2 separate regions of the Pan troglodytes genome follow, and region 2 is linked to region 1. The links are chromatin contacts, called in public HiChIP or PLAC-seq maps. All regions are on one chromosome and are shown on one strand. The core of a region is the stretch at or near the end of the contact, and the rest is flanking DNA. Distances in the headings are between cores, read along the strand shown. Region 1 holds the start of SIX1 (SIX homeobox 1). Region 2 holds the start of SLC38A6 (solute carrier family 38 member 6).

The links. HiChIP or PLAC-seq counts read pairs in DNA pulled down with a chosen protein or histone mark.
Region 2: an H3K4me3 HiChIP or PLAC-seq map of stem cell-derived excitatory neurons shows a contact between it and region 1, with 4 times the contacts expected there. The contact joins the promoter of SLC38A6 here to the promoter of SIX1 in region 1. A contact is called at or near these places in 1 of 7 Hi-C or Micro-C datasets (stem cell-derived neural progenitor cells) and 1 of 1 datasets of contacts at active chromatin or transcription factors (stem cell-derived excitatory neurons).

What each region holds. Positions count from the first base shown.
Region 1 is chr15:58,648,790-58,651,489 of NHGRI_mPanTro3-v2.0_pri, reverse strand. SIX1 (SIX homeobox 1) reads left to right here and starts at 1,316. Exons shown (of 2, transcript XM_509988.8): 1 at 1,316-2,207. The coding sequence starts at 1,648.
Region 2 is chr15:58,980,194-58,982,893 of NHGRI_mPanTro3-v2.0_pri, reverse strand. It overlaps SLC38A6 (solute carrier family 38 member 6), which reads right to left and starts at 1,349. Exons shown (of 17, transcript XM_054666633.2): 1 at 1,217-1,349; 2 at 1-91. The coding sequence starts at 1,321. It overlaps TRMT5 (tRNA methyltransferase 5), which reads left to right and starts at 1,578. Exons shown (of 5, transcript NM_001279905.1): 1 at 1,578-1,775.

The DNA of each region.
Region 1 (2,700 bases), core at 67-2,566:
ATCTTTGTTTAGAGAGGCTAATTGTTTTCAAAATCTTTTTAATAATTGCTTTGGAACTAGGTGTGCAAATGAGGCTTAAGATAATTACAACTTCATTTGTTTGTGCAGTTTTACTAAGCATTCTCCACACATAAACAAAACAGCAGATGATGGGACTTAAATTGCAGTGCATCTCTCATTCCCTGGCAGCAAAATAGGCCAGCATTGCAACACACACACACACACACACACACACACACACACACACCTCTTTATTTAATCTTCTTGGAGCCGCTGTCGTTCTCGCTTTGAGGGCAGTGTCCCTCTCAGAGCAGGGTAAGGATTATATTACAACCGGACGGTTATTGGAGCCGGGCACAGTTTTATTTAATTTACACCACATCCAGCGCCTTTCGTACGAGGTTCCCAAAGCATTTTTGCTAATAGCAAGTAAAGCCTCGCGGCATTCCTCAGTAGCAGAGGTGGCACTGCAAAACACAACCGCACAGATGGGGAAATTGAGTCCAGAAGCTTCAGGAACCTGCTGGTTTCAATCGCAGAACATTAAGATACCAAATCACAAATGAACGCTCGGAGTCTCTAGGTGCTCAGCAAGTATGCTCTAAACAGCTCTCTGCCTGGTCTCAAATCATGGAGGTCTTTTGTGAACGAGGGAAACGCTGTCCGACTGGGAGTACTTGTGCCCTTTGGAGGGTGGTGTGCAGCAGTGGGGGGAGGACAGTGGGAGTTGGTGGGGGGAGGGAGGAGGAAATAGGGTTGGACTCCTCGAGCTGAAGCCAACCCGAAGAGAAGCCACTCTTCCAGAGGCTGCATGCGCGGACCCTGGTCTGCTCTTGAATTATTTATCGCGTTCCATAAGCTATTCATCAATCCATTATTTATTCATTCCAACATTAAAGTAATTAAATATGAGCTCACCGGGAGAGGGCAAGTCTGCAAGGGATGAGGACAAGAGTACGGAGGGAGAGGGGAGGAATTAAGGTTTGGAGTCATTGATTTGTGCGGAGTTGTGCGCGACTCCCCTTAGGTGATACTGGCGACGGGTCCCGCGTTGCAGGGTCCTGACGCGCTCACCCGCTCCCTACCTCCCCACACCTCCGCAGCGCAGCTCCCTCAGACCCCAACTGGCTTCCCACCTTTCCTCTTCCTTCTCCTCCCACCACTCCCTACCCGCGCAGCCCCGGCAACACCCCCAACCCCCAGCTCCGCAGCCTCGCCCTCCCCGCTCTGGGCGGTGCGGCCTCTCTGCCCAGCCGGGCGGCGCGCTGGCTGGCCAGCCCCGGATAGGCGCCGCCGGCAGCCAATCAGCGTGCCGGGGACGCTGCGCGCTTTAAGGCCGCTGCGGGGAGAACAGAAACCAAGTTCCCCGGCAACTAGCAGCATCCACCGGGCGGGAGGTCGGAGGCAGCAAGGCCTTAAAGGCTACTGAGTGCGCCGGCCGTTCCGTGTCCAGAACGTCCCCTACTCCTCCGCCTTCTCTTCCTTGGCCGCCCACCGCCAAGTTCCGACTCCGGTTTTCGCCTTTGCAAAGCCTAAGGAGGAGGTTAGGAACAGCCGCGCCCCACTCCCTGCGGCCGCCGCCCCCTGCCTCTCGGCTCTGCTCCCTGCCGCGTGCGCCTGGGCCGTGCGCCCCGGCAGGCCCCAGCCATGTCGATGCTGCCGTCGTTTGGCTTTACGCAGGAGCAAGTGGCGTGCGTGTGCGAGGTTCTGCAGCAAGGCGGAAACCTGGAGCGCCTGGGCAGGTTCCTGTGGTCACTGCCCGCCTGCGACCACCTGCACAAGAACGAGAGCGTACTCAAGGCCAAGGCGGTGGTCGCCTTCCACCGCGGCAACTTCCGTGAGCTCTACAAGATCCTGGAGAGCCACCAGTTCTCGCCTCACAACCACCCCAAACTGCAGCAACTGTGGCTGAAGGCGCATTACGTGGAGGCCGAGAAGCTGCGCGGCCGACCCCTGGGCGCCGTGGGCAAATATCGGGTGCGCCGAAAATTTCCACTGCCGCGCACCATCTGGGACGGCGAGGAGACCAGCTACTGCTTCAAGGAGAAGTCGAGGGGTGTCCTGCGGGAGTGGTACGCGCACAATCCCTACCCATCGCCGCGTGAGAAGCGGGAGCTGGCCGAGGCCACCGGCCTCACCACCACCCAGGTCAGCAACTGGTTTAAGAACCGGAGGCAAAGAGACCGGGCCGCGGAGGCCAAGGAAAGGTACGCGGCGTGCTTCCCGCGACTCGGGCGACCCCAGGAAGCCGTCCTTTCTCCTCCGCCCCCTCCCGCCCCCGCAGGCACCAGCCACCAAGTCCTCCCCGCCGGCCGGAGCCCGTCCACGGGGCGGCGCGCAGGCCCTCCGCGGCGCTGCAGCGAAAGTTCATGAACTCTGAGGTTCCTTGCTAAGGATGGGGCCTCATTTGCTTTGAGCACCCGCGCGTGGGTTTCTCTGGGATGTGAGTGTCGGGAAATACTGGCGCTAGGTTTGGTCTTCATGCCTCCCTGGCTGGCCGCGGCTATGAGTGGTGGGTGGAGAGTGAGTTTCTAAATCAACGGGCAGTGAAATGTTGATTGGTGTCGCAAGGAAAGGGGTTTGGTGGGAGCTGAGGTTCGCGAACCTCTCTCCTCTTGCTCCCCAGAGGGGTGAAGCTGGCCTGAGACATTGGCTCTGCCCCCACTCCTGCCCGGTTCTCCACAGCTCTCTCTTGATAGT
Region 2 (2,700 bases), core at 100-2,599, 330 kb before region 1:
AGCCAAGGATGCCACTTCCCATGATGGCATTCATCAAATTAAACACTGATAAACCAAATGAAACACCTGGGGATCGCTGTCTGTGAAGTTCCTGTAAGCACACAAATTTAGTAGTGTTAAATGTTTGGACGGTGAAGTTAAAATTTCGTGAAGAAATTCCATAAATGAAAGATTATGGAAAAAAGCTGCAAACCACCAGGCTTTGTATGACACACTCGTTGCTTAACCAACACTAATTTCCTTTCCTTTCCTTCCCACCTCCCACTACTGCAGCTCCAGGAATCTAGGGTTTCTTAGGAAAATGATTTCCACCAGTACACAAGACAGGTAGAGTTCAGGAAGGGCCATGACTAACCTTGTGACTGCAAGAGATGAAGATAGGATGGGAATGGAGTGGGGAGAGAGAGGAGGGATAAGGCCTCAGCTCATGTGATTACTAAAGAATTGCTGAGTCAACCTGGGACTGCTGTGGGCAGTTGTTTCTCCTCAATTACTAGGACTGCACAACTAATCTCTACTTATATATCTAATGAATTAGTTCTACCAAACTGGAAGGATGGTCAGGAATACCTTGCAATGACAGTATTATAAACAGCAGCAATTCACGTTGTTCTGGCAGTATCCCTGAAAACATCCCCCTCCCCACAAACAGCACTGGGAACAAAGTCCTGGGAACAGTGTCTAGGACTCGAGTTAAAAAGCGGAGTGCCCACTGCACAGGCTTTAGGGTCAGGAACGTGCTATGCACTTACTAGCAAGCCACTTCCATTCTACCGCTAAGAATTTCTGTATTAAAATGTTTATTACTCTCCCTCCCCCCATGACTAAGTCGGAAGAGGAAAATCCTGTGACTCTTGCAAAGACCTCACGAGACTGGTGGAGAAAATAAGGTGACAAAAATACTAACTAACAGCAGTGAGTACATAATCCTATGGCCGCTCATCCCATCATGTTCGCAGCTTCCACTCAACGCTGCATCTCTTCCACCCGACGCTTTTCATCTTTTCTTTCTAGAGTATGCTAGGCTGCTATCACGTTCATAACTGCGCCAATCTCATCTGAATCTCGGCGGCTGCCTTCAGACCCCATCCCCCAGGGTTCAGGCTCCAGCATCTCCCCTGTCCCGGTGCGGTCCTCCTTTTCTGGGTCTTATTTGGCAGGCACTTGAGGGAAGCCGGAGGGCGTCAGCGCGGGGAAGCGAACACAGCTCACTTACGTTGCTTAGCAACGGACTCAACTCTTCGGCCTCCGCTTCTTCAGGCTGCTGGACAGAGACATACCAGCCCCGCTCAGCGTTGAAGCTCCCCCAGGACGCCTCCATGCTGCTCTCCAGCTGACTACCAGGTCCATCTACGAGCCTCTACCCTTGCCCTGCGCTCCAGTCGTCGGTCGCGCCAGAGGCGGAGCTTTGAGCCCGGCCCTTCCGGCTTTCCGTACTTCACCAGGGCCTGGAAGGAGAGGAGCGAGTCGACGTGATCTGATGACGCGCGCCCTCTTCGCGACGAACAGTGATGATGTCATAGAAGACCCGCCCATCCACCCGCGACCCACATCCGATCGGTACCGGAGCGGGAGGTGAGGGGTCGGCTCGCGGATCCAGCTGCAGAGCGACGTGGGGAATTGGAATGGTGCTTTGGTGAGGTGGCGGCCGCGTTAGGGGCTAATGGTCCAGGGGAGGTACCAGCCCGCCCAGGGCTGCTCTCTGCCATGTGCTGCATGGGCACAGAAACATCGCGAGGTCACCCACCCGCCTAGGTGCTGAACTTAGTTTCGAGGTACTGGATAGTAAGGAATGTTTCAAAAGCCTTTCGCCACATTTTACTGGTGGGAAAACCGAGACTTATAGTAATTTATCCAGGGTCACCCAGCTGGTCAGCTGCTAGACCCGATTTGATCTCTGACGGTGAAGTTAGACTTCGTTGCTTTACAGGATTCTGGGACAGGGCCCTTTCCCCTTACAAGTAAATTCTTTGGTATTTTAGAAGACAGTGAATAACTGATACTATGCATATAACAATCAGCAAAGCTCTCGTCCTCAAAATACAGAAGCCTCTAGTTAAAGGCAGGACATGTGGCAGTAAAGCATCGAAAACAAACAACAGAGCAATATATTAAGAACACAAGCACCGAAGTCAGTCAAAACTAGGTTTTAATCCATGCCTAGCCACTTATCAGCTGGGAGACTTTGGGTGGGTTACCTTACGTCTGAGCTTTAGTTTACTTATTTACAAAATGAGGGTGCAATACTGCACACCTCCCAAGATTCATAATGTACATAAAGCATTTAGCGCAGTATCTGACACAATAAGCACCCATGAGACTATCCTAATAAATATCACCACTAGTAATGGTCATGTATAATGACTATTTCATTTACAGATGACCATTTAACTCATACTTCAGTCTTCCAATCCCAAATGTATTATCTAGAAAATTGTGGGTGAAGAGGATCATTGAGTATGGCTAATGGATCACTAAGCCCTCTGAACTGGGAGCAGGTGGGTTGAAGGTGTAAATTTAATATATACCACTATTATCTACCACTAATACGACTTCCTGAAAAAGTCATCCTAGTCTGGAAAAGATAGTATACTTCCCACACATCACTAAACGTTTTATTTGTCAGCATTTAGCAGGTTATTTGAGATAGTAGAATTTAGATTTTTATTCTCAAAAGCTGTCGTGTGTGAATTTTTTTTT